2 separate regions of the Pan troglodytes genome follow, and region 1 is linked to region 2. The links are chromatin contacts, called in public Hi-C maps. All regions are on one chromosome and are shown on one strand. The core of a region is the stretch at or near the end of the contact, and the rest is flanking DNA. Distances in the headings are between cores, read along the strand shown. Region 1 holds the start of UBXN2A (UBX domain protein 2A). Region 2 holds the start of TP53I3 (tumor protein p53 inducible protein 3).

Region 1 (6,673 bases), core at 2,772-5,271, 160 kb before region 2:
AACAAGAGATGAATGTAGAAAACGTGGTGTACATGTGTGCATGCCCAGTGGAATACTATTAAGCCTAAGAAGGAAATCTTGCCATTTACAACAACACAGATGCACCTAGAGGATGTTACACTAAATAATATGTCAGTCCCAGAAAGACAAATACTGAATGATCTCACTTATTTGCTAGTTTAGTGGAATCTAAACTAGCAAATTCACAGAAGCAGAGAGTAGAAGGGTGATTGCCAGGGTCTTGTGGGGAGACAATCAAGTTTCACTTATGCCAGATAAGTTCTGGAGATCTATATAGCATAGTGCCTACATCTAAGAATACTGTATTGCATACTTAAAATTTTCTAAGAGGGTAGATTTTATATCAAGTGTTCTTACCACAAAAATAATACTAATAATACATTCATAATAAAAGGGACAGGGAAACTTTAGGAATGACGGACATGTCTATGGTGTTGATGCGGTGGTGTTTTCACAAATATATACTTATCTCCAAACTCACAGAGTTATATACACTAAGTACCACCTTTTACATGTCAAAAAAAAAAAAAGGGCTTTTCATACCGAAAAAAAGAAAAAGAAAATAATTCCAATAATCGGCAGAATGCATATTTTCCCCCATCCTATGCATATACTACTTGGGAAAAAGACAAAACTTTAAGAAAAGCTCATAGCGCTATGACTTTTTAAAGCAAATAAAATGTCTCTGGACACAGTGAATGAAATAATCTAAAAACAGAGGGAAAAGGGGGAAAAATAGGCATCAAGTGTAGTTAGTTAAGAACATGGCACAGGCTGGGCGCGGTGGCTCACGCCTGTAATCCCAGCACTTTGGGAGGCTGAGGCGGGCGGATCACGAGGTCAGGAGATCGAGACCATCCTGGCTAACACAGTGAAACCCCGTCTCTACTAAAAATACAAAAAAATTAGCCGGGCGTGGTGGCGGGCGCCTGTAGTCCCAGCTACTCGGGAGGCTTAGGCAGGAGAATTGCGTGAACCCCGGGGGGCGGAGCCTGCAGTGAGCCGAGATCACGCCACTGCACTCCAGCCTGGGCTACAGCGAGACTCCGTCTCAAAAACAAACAAACAAACAAATAAACATGGCACAAAAGCAGAAAAAGGAGAAACTCCTCAATTACAAACAGGAATATTATGTTACAAGCAGGAATACATTTCTTTCTACAAAAATAAGGGTCTGCTAAAGCAACAACACGGGCAACCCCATTTTGCATCAAATGAGACTTTACAGACACTGGCAAATGTTTATTATAGACCCCACAGACATAGAGGGTGTCTTTAAGTACTCCAGAAAGGGTGAACCAGGAGTGCTAAATTCCTACAAAACTGGAGAAGAGCTAACCAGAAATATACAACCTGCTTCATAAATATATAGTCCATAAACTTAATAAATTCAGAATTATAATTTATCCTCTTCTAAAAGTCCAATCACTATGTAAGAGTAGTTAAGTCTCTAAAAAAATCTTTCAGAGAAAGCAATTAGATGACTCCATCATCTCCTAGAGCCGAACATAAATCTTCTTAAGACTGAAAAACAAATATTTCAAAGTAAATCTTTAGTACCCTGTTATTTATGGTGCTTTAAAACATTTTAAAAGGATCTTTGAAACAAAGTTTCATTAGTACACTTCTACAAAGAGCTCTCATATCTTTCATTCTTTTAGCAATTTAAAAGCTACCAAATGTTCATTTCCTCATTAGATTATTGATTCCTAGCCTTTTAACATCTCTATAACAGCTGCTTGACAAATTACCTCACCTTATTCCTCGGGGGGTGAGGACAGCATGATATCCATGAATTCAAAAATGGGACCACAAACTGATCAGTGAAGATGAGCTAATTGCTTCAGATGAGTTAGACACTGCTCTAGTAGACTAGGCATTCACATAGCATGATACAATTAAATGCTTACACCCTAAATAATTTCTTTGTCCTTAAATGTACAGAAAAGATCTTTTCTTAAATTGAGTTTTATTTTAAAATATGTGATAGCCTCAGTAGGTCAAGAAGCTTGAACATGTTTGGAATAGTTTCTACCGAAAGCCTCGTCTTCAAAGTACTTATTCTCAACAGTTTGCACAACTTTCAGATTTAACCTTATTTCAACCTAAGAGAGCTGTAAGCCCCCAAAACAGTCTATTAAATAGGACGTTATAATGCCCAAAATTTTATCAAAGAAAAGCCAAAACGATTTTCAAAGATATAATAAAAATATTTCAGAGTAGTATGGTAAAATATTCCTGTTGTCTCTGCCTAGATCCATTCTGTTAGTGTCAAAACAGTGTAAGACACAAAGAAAAGCACACACAAACCGCGATCTTGTAGACCCCCAGAACATAAAATATTGCTTCCCCCAATAAGAACCACAAAATGGTGTGGAATTAAAGGAGCATTTTAAATGAACAGCTTTTTCCAGCCAAATTACTTAGCAAGTCAACCTCTTTTAGACAGAAGCAATACACTCTTCTCTGAATTCAGAAACAATCTCATAGTAAAACAAACGTGTCAATTCCTTTAAAACAATAAATATCTGTGCTTAGCTTTATACTGTAGGTAATAAAATTTCAAGATCTTTCAATCAGTTTTTTAATTCAATCACCAGCGTCTTTAAATGTCATTTTTGCAACTGCATGACAATGGTGTTCATTCACCTTTTGTAATATAGTCCCATAACAAAAATGTAGACACCCAAGAAACCACACAGTTTTGGCATGATGGTGCTGACTATCCGAAACATTCCACTTGTTTCTTTCGACGTGCTCCTTCTATGACCTGAAAGCTCTGGTTCCTACTAGCACCTTGGTGAGCTAGCTGGCTGGTTCCCCAGCTATAATATCATGTTTGATCTCTCCTGCCTGGAGAGGCGATAGCGTTGATTTTGTTTTTAAAGTTGGTGTCAGAGCAGCTACAAACTTTTTTCAGCATCCCTGCCTGGCTGCCAACTGGAGCTCTCTGTTCACTTCCTCACCAACTTGAACCACCCCCAAACTGAGAGTAAGCTGGAGTTAGACAGCGGCAGGAACTGACACACTTTCAAGAAGGGTTTGACACCGCAGAAAACTTTCACTTCTCCAACCCTTCCACCCAGCGGCTCTGGCCCTTCGCTCTTGCTTCCCCGCTAGAATTCCCCTCTGGGGCAGGACAAGGACACGGACAGCAGATCGTTCGAATGACGCCGAAAGGGACCCCCAAAGCCCTCTCCCCTGGACTCAAGGCTGTTCTTCACACAAAAGAGCCGGGCCAGCTTGAAAAGCAAAGGGGCCAGCGTCGCGGCCCTTCTCTGGGTGCCACCCTCCACCGCGCCCGCAGACCCTGTCTCCAGCTGCCCGAGCGGTCTCCACTGTAGGCTTCCTGCCCCCAACCCGGCCAGACAAAGCCCCGGCAGCAGGGCCGGCACTTCCGAGCCTCCGGACTCGGGACGCCGCGCTCTTACCCTGGCCTCATCCAGAATGACGCCGGCGCCACCGCTTCCCCCGGCTTTGGCGGCGGGGCAGCTGGCGGCGCGGGTCTTGGAGGAGCGGGTCCGAGAGGAGATGAAATGGCTGCTGCCTCCGGTCGCCCCAGGCTCTGCTCCGGCCCCAGGCCCAGGCCCGGGACCAGGAGACTTGGACCCGAGAAGGCGGAGAGAGCTCTTCCGGGTGTTCACCATGGTCCAGCCAGGGGGACGGAGTCCACGCCGCGCCCGGGAGAGCCGAGCAAGGCCGGCCCGCCGGCCGGTCAGTCAGGGCCAGCGGAGCCGAGCCGGGCAATGAGAGACGAGCCGGCCCGGAGCGTGCGGAGCGCAGACGAGCACAAGAGAGAGCCGGGCAGAGGAAGGGAAGTCGGCGGCGAGCGGGAAGCGGGGGCGGTGCTGCAGACCGGCAGCACAGACACTCCGCCGGCTTCGCCCTCCTCAGCGGGAGCCGAGCGGAGCCGCCATTTCTACCCCTTTCTCTCCCGTTCTCGCTCTCGAGCTCCGTGCGTCAAGGCTCCAGCGCCGCAGGGCCAACGAGACCGCTTCCGGCCGCAGCCACGGCGGGGCGCTGCGAAGCCGGCCAGCCCTTCCCGGCTGCTCGCTCCTCTCCCGGCCGCCTCCAGCTGCCCCGCCCCCGGCGCGGCGTCAGCGCTCGGCGGCCGGGGAGCGACGCTCTAGGCTGTCAGCTCGGTGGTTTCCAGCTCTCCGCGACCGCAGGGCTGGGGCGACCAGAAAAGCCAGACTAATCAGGACGAGTTCGGGCGTGGGATTGGGCCTGAAGCCCTCACGCCCAGCCAGGCCTGAATGCCCCAGACCCCACCGTCACCCCCGTGGCCTGGATGGAGCAGGGGACGGCCGGCGAAGGCGCGGGGTGGAAGGGGAGCGGCGACGAAGGCGCGAGGAGCTGACTGGGAATCCCCAAGCTACCCGAGGCAAGACACTGAACTTGAGTCGCACTTTTCATGCCTGTAAAAATGAGAATGACAGCTGTGATAAAAAAAATTCATCTGGGCGATATCTGGAACTTGGTAAGCTTAAGAAGAGAAGGGGGGGGGGGGGACCCCATGCTAGAACTCTGCGTTTTTAAACAAAGCGAGGCAGGGTCGTTTTCTATCCCCTTAGACAGATCTAAGGCGGAGCCAAAGAATGAGTTCCCTGTAAGAGCCGCCTCTATCACCGCCCCCTGCCCCCGGCCCGCTGAAGAATTAAGAATACAAAAAGCTGAACCCACAGATAAAGCATTTGTAATTTAACTTCCAAAGAAAAAAAAATTAAGCCACACAATTCATATGAAAAGCTCTGCTGTAGGCCGGGTGCGGTGGCTCACGCCTGTAATCCCAGTACTTTGGGAGGCCGGGGTGAGTGGATCACCTGAGGTCAAGAGTTCTAGATCAGCCTTACCAACATGGTGAAACCCTGTCTCCACTAAAAATACAAAAAATCGACGGGTGTTGTGGTGGGCACCTGTAATCCCAGCTGCTCGGGAAGCTGAGGCATGAGAACCACTTGAACCCAGAAGATGGAGGTTGCAGTGAGCCGAAATCATGCCACTGCACTCCAGCCTGGATGACAGAGCCAGACCCTGTCTCAGAAAAAAAAAAAAAAGAAGAAAGAAAGAGAGAGAGAAAGGAAGAAAGAAAGAAAGAAAGAAAGAAAGAAAGAAAGAAAGAAAGAAAGAGAAAGAAAGAAAAGCTCTGCTGTAAAGTAGGAATTAGGTTCATTTCAAAAATTCACAGTACAGGCCGGGCTTACGCCTGTAATCCCAGCACTTTGGGAGGCCAAGGCGGGCGGATCACTTGAAGTCAGGAGTTCGAGACCAACCTGGTCAACATGGTGAAACCCCATCTCTACTAAAAATACAAAAAATTAGCCAGGTGTCGTGGTGCATGCCTGTAATCCCAGCTACTTGAGAGGCTGAGGCAGGAGAATCGCTTGAACCCGGGAGGCAGAGATTGCAGTGAGCCAAGACCGTGCCACTGCACTCCAGCCTGGGTGACAGAATGAGACTCCATCTCAAAAAAAAAAAAAAAAAATTCACAGTACATTAGACATAGCCTACTGTTTATTGGGCAGGAGTTTATTAAACTGTTTATTAAACTAAGAAAAATTGAAGACTCAGGAAAAGTCCTGAAAATGACCAAATGGCATCAAACTTAGAGCATTCTGGCCATCTAAGCTCCCAATCATTCCAAAAAACTGTACAACACTGGAAATGACAATGTTTTTTTGTTTGGGAACCAGTATGGATTCCAGAATAGATAAATCCTTCTGACACAATTTGCATACCACATCCTCTCCTGGACACTTCACCTGCCACTTAGAGTTGATGTCTTAATGGGTGGGATTCCTCATAATGGAACCATACCTGGATTTTCCTGGGTCAAGTAGCTATCACATCACTGAGCAGCATAAACAAGTATCAATTCCTGTGGAAAGAGGCTGGTTTGGGCCAGGCGCTGTAGCTCACACCTGTATTCTCAGCACTTGGAGGCCGAGGCGAGAGGATGGCTTGAGACCAGGAGTTGGAAACCAGCCTGGGCAACATAGTGAGATCCTCTCCCTGCCAAAAAGAAAGAGAGAGAGACAGGGTCTCACTCTGTCACCCAGGCTGGAGTGCAGTGGCACAACCACAGTTCACTGTAGCCTTGACCTCCCTGGCTCAAGCAATCCCCCTGCCCCAGCCTCCCTGGTAGCTGAAACTACTGGGTGTGGTGCCTGTGGTCCCAGCCACTCCTGAGACTGAGGCGCCATCAGTCACTTGAGCCCAGGATGTCCAGGCTGCCGTGAGCCAAGTTCATGCCATTGTACTTTAGCCTGGGTGACAGAGTAACACCCTGTCTCAAAAAAATATTTAAAAAAAAAAAAAAAGGGTAGGGTGCAGTGGCTAATGCCTGTAATCTCAGCACTTTGGGAGGCAAAGGCGGGCGGATCACTTGAGGTCAGGAGTTCGAGACCAGCCTGACCAACATGGTGAAACCCCATTTCTACTAAAAATACAAAAAATTAGCCAGGCATGGTGGCAGACACCTATAATCCCAGCTATTTGGGAGGCTGAGGCAGGATAATCGCTTGAACCCGGGAGGCAGAGGTTGCAGTGAGCTGAGATTGCACCACTGCACTCCAGTCTAGGCAACAGTGCAAAACTCCATCTCAAAAAAAAAAAAAAAAAAAAGGCTAGTGTCCAGCAGAGGTGTGTGGTA
Region 2 (7,399 bases), core at 1,475-3,974:
CATGGAGGCCTCCTCACCCACAAGATGTAACAGCTGGAAGGCGGTGAGCCAGGCCTCTGGGATGGCTGCAGCCTGGGTCAGGGTCAATCCCTCTGGGATAGGCATGAGGAGCCCTTCGGGGACAGCGACGTACTGAGCCTGGCCCCCACCGGGGAGCAGAGCCATGGCTGTGTCCCCGATCTTCCAGTGTCCCTGGCAGCCAGGCCCCAGCTCTGCCACATGTCCAGATGCCTCAAGTCCCAAAATGTTGCTGGCTCCTGGAGGTGGGTCATACTGGCCTTGTCTCTGCAGAGAAAGAAGTGCACTAAGTGGTGAGCATGATCAGAAATCTGTATGTCACCACCCCTGGCCCCCCTTCCAATATCCCCTCTTTTGTTTTTCAAAAATAAATTTCAGGATGAAGTCAGGTTTTTGTAAGTAAGGAGAAGAAAAAGGAGAGGCCATTAGTTTTATGCAAATAAACTGGAGGTCACATGATCAGTGGATGTTATAACTGGTAGAGTCCTTAGCTATTTACCTCATCTGAACCCCTTGCTTTACAGATGGAGAAACGGAGTCCCAGACAGGAAATAATAGTAGTGGGATTAGGAACCTTGACGATGGTTCCCATGCATCAAGCGCTAGGCTCTGTGCTCACTCACCCCAGTCCTCAGAAGCTGTAGAGCAGAGGGACTTAACCAGGAGTGTGTGGCAGAACCACCTGAGGAGTATTTCAAAGTACACGTGCCTGGGCCCCCATCACGTTTCTTTTGTGCCCCAGGGGATTCTGATGCACATTTCTGAATGACTCCAACCAATGCAGCTGGCCCGGGTCAGTAAATCAGTAGCAGACAGAAGAAAATTCTTAAGAGTACTGCCTGCTGTCAGCTCTGGGACTCTCAGAGTGGAAAGAGTTAAGAGGTCTTTGGAGCCACAAAGACCTCAGCTTGAATCCCAGCTCTTCTGATTGCTAGTGTCACGGCCTTGGGCGTACTGCTTAACCTCGCTGAACTTCAGTTTCCTTATCTGTAGAATTAAGATGGTGAACAGGGTAGCCTGGGGAGTAAGTGTGCCCACACCCCACAACAATGTTAGTTCCGCCCTCATCTGGAGGCCTGAGTGGCTATGGATTAGCTCGGGGTGGATTCTGCTTTGCAAGTACTCCCCCTTGTTTTGCATGAACAAAGAGGGCGCCCTGGGTTTAGGTCTGGGAAGCCCCAGCGCAGCTGCCTGCTGGGTGTGGAGCGGTGCACGCCTTCACGTCTGGTCAATGTCCACTGAGTGCTGTTGAGAGGGAGGCTCTGGAGTCCCGCCCGCCCCGGCGCGGCTGAGCCCTGGGTACCTGCATTAAGTCCGCCCGGTTCAGGGCGCTGGCCGCCACCTTCAGGAGGACTTCACCCTCCCCCGGGCTCGGCTTGGCCACCTCCTTCACGTAGAGGTTTTCCGGTCCTCCCGGCTTGTCAAAGTGCACGGCTAACATATTGTCTGAGGACACAGGGCAGGGCAGGGCAGGACAGGACATGGCAGGGCAGGACAGGACAGGACAGGGCAGGGCAGGGCAGGGCAGGGCAGGGCAGGGGCCGCTGTATCCTCGCGGAGCAGCCCAGCCTGAGGCTGGCACCGCAGCGCCCCCTGCCGGCCAGCGCCTCGCTGCCCTGGTCTGCCGCGGACCCGGCCTCCGCCCGGAGCTCCTGCCTGGGAAGTCCTCGGCCGCCTCCAGACCGATCCCACCCGGAACACAGATGGGAACGGCGGGAAGTGGGATGGCGGTACAGGGCTGGATGCGGCAGAGCAGGACAACGCCGAAGAGAATCAGGCAAATCACACTCCCTCTGAGTTGGAAGCCCCCAGCCCGACCCGGGTCCCCGGCGCCCGTATGAGTTACTTACTCCTGGCCCGGCTCCCCTCCCATGCACCAGGCGGCGCCGAGCGGTTCTGACTCCTGCGGGTCCCGGTGACAAAGCCCGAGCCCCAGAGCCCCAGGACTGCCTCTGCCTCCACCGGAATGGACGGCTGGACTTGGGGTAGCCGGAGGGGTGGGGCTAAGCAGAACCACCCTCCCCCTCTTTCCTTTCCTCCTTCCCCCTTTAAAACGCAAAGTTAGAAGCAAGCAAATCAGATTTTCTTGTCCTTTTAGCCTCTGGAAAAGAGTCTTTCTCTCAGCTTGACAGAAAGTGCGATTCTAGCTCTCACTGCAAGGAGAGGAAACTTCCTTCTCTCTAGGGAACGAGACCCAACCTCTTGGCGGGCGGATTGGTCCATTTTCCAGGCATGGCCAGGCTTTTGGCACATTTATGTAACAGGCTGGCATCCCGCCCATCTTGAGCATGGGTGGGCAAGCTGGGTGCTGCTAAGAGAAGAGAAAGGAGCCGTTGGGAGTGGGGGTGGGGAAGGAAGGCAAAACGCAGTCCTGGGATCCTTATCACTCCCCTCCTCCTGACAGTCCTGGGGGAGAGGTTCAGCCCCAGGAGAAGGATGCTGGCGATTGGGTAAAAGCTGTATCCGTAAGCTACATGAAGGTTTCTCAACCTCGGCGCTATTGACATTTTGGACTAGCTAGTTCGTTATTGTAGGAGATCGTCCTGTGCATTGTAGGATGTTTAGCAGCATCCCTGGCCTCCTCCCACTACATATCCATAGCACTCCTTGTAAATTCCTGTTTTAGTAAGAACCTCCCATCCTTGACATCTGATCACCCTCAATATCTCATCCTCCACCATCCCCCAAGTGATATCCGACCACCCTGGCCTGTCTTCAGTGAGAATCCTGTTAGGTCAGTTTAGATAGAATCCCCCTTACCCCTGATGCCTCTTACTAATTTTCCATCCACTGACCCCCTACACTGCTCCTTGGCTATACATTCCCACTTGTCCATGATGCATTCAGAGTTGATCCCAACCTGTCTTGTCCACTGCAAGAACTCATTGCAGTGGTCCCTAAACCTGTAGCGATGGTGCTAAATAAAGTCTTCCTTAATGTGCTTTAACAAGTATCATTGAATAATTATTTCTTTAACACAACAGAGCAAAAGCCTATAGAGATGGAAATAATAAAATGATGGGACTTAAGGAAAAATTCAGGAGACCCTGCTATGAGAATAATAGGAATTTTAGGCCGGGCGCGGTGGCTCACGCCTGTAATCCCAGCACTTTGGGTTGCCGAGGCGGGCGGATCACGAGGTCAGGAGATCGAGACCATCCTGGCTAACACGGTGAAACCCCGTCTCTACTAAAAATACAAAAAATTAGCCGGGCGTGGTGGCGGGCGCCTGTAGTCCCAGCTACTCGGGAGGCTGAGGCAGGAGAGTGGCGTGAACCCGGGAGGGGGAGCTTGCAGTGAGCCGAGATCGCACCACTGCACTCCAGCCTGGAAGACAGAGTGAGACTCCGTCTCAAAAAAAAAAAAAAAAAAAAAAAGATTTTAGAAGGAGGAAGAGGAATGGATGAAGAAGATTCAATAGTTAACCAAATAAAAGAATACAGTTTTCCTAAATTCTACCAGATTATACGGATTGAAAACATTCACTGAAGGATGGATTCATAAGAACAAAAATGCATGCCTATATTTTATAAAATTTCAGGTTCTAACAAGTGTGGAAAGAATAAGTTACTCACAATTGGTTAAAAAACAAAAATGGCTTCCTTCTCTCCCTCCCTCCCTCCTTCCTTCCTTCCCTCCTTCCCCACCCCCTCTTTCTCTCTCTCCCTCTTTTTTGTAGTGTAGGGGTCTCATTATATTGCCCAGGCTGGTCTCAAACTCCTGGACTCAAGCAATCCTCCTGCCTCAGCCTCCCAAAGTGCTAGGATTACAAGTATGAGCCACTGTGCCCAGCAAGTTTCTATCTGCAATCTGGAAGCTAGAAGAGAGTAGACTAGCCTCTACTGACTAGAAGAAAAGCACTGTAACTCAATATACCCCATTAAGATATAATTCACTTGTTAGGGCAAAAAACATGTCTGAGGATGTATAAGGATTCAGAGACACATCATCCGGATACGCATCTGTCCAAAATTGAGGAAAGGTTTGAACCGAATAAATATCCTAGAACAGAGACAGATGGAAAGGAAATAGTTGTAAATAACAAACTTTGCAAAAATCTACACTAAAACTGATTGGATTAAGAAAATGGAATGGATTAAGATAGATGAGGAATGTGTAATGTAAGTGCTAAATAAGAACTTTTAAGATGCAAGGAGTTTAAAAAAAATCTAATAATACCAACCACTAAGTATACTAAAGTATCCCAGTAAAACTAGTAGTTGAAAGTGCCTAAGATTTTATCTTAGTGAGCCCTTGGTCGATGTAATCTTGCAGTGTGTAATAAGAAATATATATTTTTGGTCTTTGTCCTGGGTTCCTGCAATAGCACTCCTAAAACCTTTGTTATTTGCTGAACAAGCATCTCTTTCTTTCTTTTGTTTTTAACTAGATATACAGTCTTGCTACGTTGCCCAGGCTGGTCATGAACTCCTGGACTCAAGCAATTCTCCCACCTCAGCCTGTAAAGTACTGGAATTGTAGGCATGAGCCACTCTGCCTGGCCAATAAGTATCTTTTATTATATTTTGTTCTCCTGCAGAGCTCCTAAAACCCTTGGAATTTCGTATGTGATAGAAGTGACTTTTTATATTAATAACAAACCCTTATAAGCACACTCGAGTTTATGCTAATAAAGTGACTTAGGGTGGGGGCCCTAGATAGCTTCAGGATGAGCTGGTCACTAGAAAGACCCTGGGAAGGGGAAGCAGGGACTGGAGATTACACGCTATAAGAATTCTTTTTTGTTGTTATTGTTGAAACTGAGTCTCACTCTGTTGCCCAGGCTGGAGTGCAGTTGCCTGACCTCAGTTCACTGCAACCTCCACCTCCTAGGTTCAAGCGATTCTCCTGCCTCAGCCTCCCGAGTAGCTGGGACTACAGGTGTGAGCCACCACACCAGGGTAATTTTTTTTTTTTTTTTTTTGAGACAGTCTCACTCTGTCACCCAGGTGATCTCGGCTCCCTGCAAGCCTCTCAAGTAGCTGGGACTATAGATGCACGCTGCCACACCCAGCTAATTTTTTGTATTTTAGTAGAGACAGGGTTTCACCAGCCCAGGGTTTTGCAACAGTCCAGGCTGGTCGCAAACTCCTGAGCTTAGGCAATCCACCTGCCTCGGCCTTCCAAAGTGCTGGGATTACAGGCGTGAGCCACTGGGTCCGGCCAATTTTTGTGGTTTTAGTAGAAATGGGATTTATCCATGTTGGCCAGGCTGGTCTCGAACTCCTTACCTCAGGTTATCCATTTGCTAGGCCTCCAAAAGTGCTGGAATTAGAGGTGTGAGCCACTGCGCCTGGCCCTAAAAACTCTTGAACAAAGAAATGTGGTGAGCTTCCCAGCTGGTGAACACATCCACCATGGGAAGATGGTGTGGTGTACCCCAACTCCATGAGGACAGAGGCTCCTGCACTTGGGATCCTTCTGGACCACATTCTACATACCTCTTCACCTGGCTGTTCATCCCTTTATTATATATATATATCTTTTTTTGAGGCAGAGTCTGGCTCTGTCGCCTAGGCTGGAATGCAGTGGGGTGATCTCGGCTCACTGCAATCTCTGTCTCCTGGGTTTACGTGATTCTCCTGCCTCAGCCTCCCAAGTAGCTGGGATTACAGGCATGCACCACCAAGCCCGGCTAATTTTTGCATTTTTAGTAGAGACAGGGTTTCGCCATGTTGGCCAGGCTGGTCTTGAACTTTTGGGCTCAAGAGATCCACCTGCTTCGGCCTCCCAAAGTGTTGCGATTACAGGCGTGAGCCACCACGCCCGGCCTATAATATTCTTTATCATAAACTAGTAAACGTAAGTGTTTCCCTGAGTTTTATGAACCATTCTAGCAAATTATCAAATCCAAGGAGGGAGTCATGAGAATCCCTGATTTATACAGCCAGTTGGTCAGAAGTGTAGGAGGCTTGGATTTGCAGTTGGCATCTTTAATGGGGGCAACCTTGCGGGACTGAGCCCTTAATCTGTGGGATCTGACACTAACTCCAGGTAGAGAGTGTCAGAATTGAATTGTGGAACACCCAGCCTATGTCAGAGAATTGGTTGATGTGGGAATAAAACCTGCATATCTAGTGTCAGAAATGAAGTGTTCTGTGTGAGTGTAGAAACAGTGTGGTTTCCCAGATATGGGGAAATAGATTATATTTAGTAGAAATGTATCCAATTATGAAAGTTGGGAAATGGGCTGGGTGCTGTGGCTCATACCTATAATCCCAGCACTTTGGGAGGCTGAGAGGGGTGGATCACTTGAGGTCAGGAGTTCAAGGCCAGCCTGGCCAGCATGATGAAACCCCATCTCTACTAAAAATGCAAAAATTAGCTGGGTGTGGTGGTGGGTGCCTGTAGTCCCAGCTTGTTCTTTATAAAAACCAGTAACATGAATGAAATGTATTGTGAGTTACAGCTGGGAAACAAGAAATAGCCAAGGTCTGAAAGACGGAATGAGAAAGGAGATACAACCACAGATATAGGAGTGATTAAAACAAAAATAAATTAAATTACGTGAAATTCTACAGCAACAAGTAGTAAAATCTAGAAAAAAAAGGAAGATTTTTTTAGCAAAATTACTCCATTCTACCCAATGGGTAGAGTATTTTCGCCTCATTCTGTTGATGTTGGGTTTGGCCCTGTCTCTTACTTTGGTCAATGATGAGTGAGAAAGGCATGGTCAGTTTCCATCAGTCCCCTTACCTTCCTGCCACCCACAGATAGCCTCTATTTCAGCTTGTCCCTGAGTGAGAAACACTCAGGGTAGCCCTGAATCCAACCTATTGTCTTGGGACCAGCCTAGTAGAGTCACAACCGAGGAAGAAATAAACATTTGTTGTTGTAAGCTGTTGTTGTTTTAAGCTGTTAAGATTTGGGGATAGTTTATTTTTGCAGCAAAGGCTTGTTAATAAAGATAAAAGTTTCTTTAAAAAATTAGCAAGAATACAAAATTAGCCAGGTGTGGTGGCGCATCCCTGTAATCCCAGCTACTCGGGAGGCTGAGGCAGGAGAATCACTCGAGGCAGAGGTTGTGGTGAGCTGAGATTGTGCCATTGCACTCCAGCCTGGGGAACGAGAGCAAAACTCCATCTAAAAAAAAAGAAAAAAAAAAAAAAACGCCGGGTGCAGTGACTCACGCCTGTAATCCCAGCACTTTGGGAGGCCAAGGCGGGCGGACCACAAAGTCAGGAGATCGAGACCATCCTGGCTAACACGGTGAAACCCCGTCTCTACTAAAAATACAAAAAATTAGCTGGGCGTGGTGGCGGGCGCCAGTAGTCCCAGCTACTTGGGAGGCTGAGGCAGGAGAATGGCGTGAACCCGGGAGGCAGAGCTTGCAGTGAGCTGAGATCGCCACTGCACTCCAGCCTGGGCAACAGAGTGAGAC

The links. Hi-C and Micro-C count contacts between places; a contact is called where the count stands out from the background.
Region 1: a contact with region 2 is called in a Hi-C map of stem cell-derived neural progenitor cells, with 4 times the contacts expected there. The contact joins the promoter of UBXN2A here to the promoter of TP53I3 in region 2. A contact is called at or near these places in 1 of 7 Hi-C or Micro-C datasets (stem cell-derived neural progenitor cells), 1 of 1 datasets of contacts at active chromatin or transcription factors (stem cell-derived excitatory neurons) and 1 of 1 other capture datasets (stem cell-derived neural stem cells).

Annotation. Positions count from the first base shown.
Region 1 is chr12:98,933,606-98,940,278 of NHGRI_mPanTro3-v2.0_pri, reverse strand. UBXN2A (UBX domain protein 2A) reads left to right here and starts at 4,021. Exons shown (of 8, transcript XM_063790084.1): 1 at 4,021-4,501. It overlaps ATAD2B (ATPase family AAA domain containing 2B), which reads right to left and starts at 4,120. Exons shown (of 28, transcript XM_525707.7): 1 at 3,453-4,120. The coding sequence starts at 3,668.
Region 2 is chr12:98,775,582-98,782,980 of NHGRI_mPanTro3-v2.0_pri, reverse strand. It overlaps TP53I3 (tumor protein p53 inducible protein 3), which reads right to left and starts at 2,724. Exons shown (of 6, transcript XM_009442115.5): 1 at 1,869-2,724; 2 at 1,322-1,464; 3 at 18-285. The coding sequence starts at 1,459. All of the region lies in intron 1 of FAM228B (family with sequence similarity 228 member B), which reads left to right.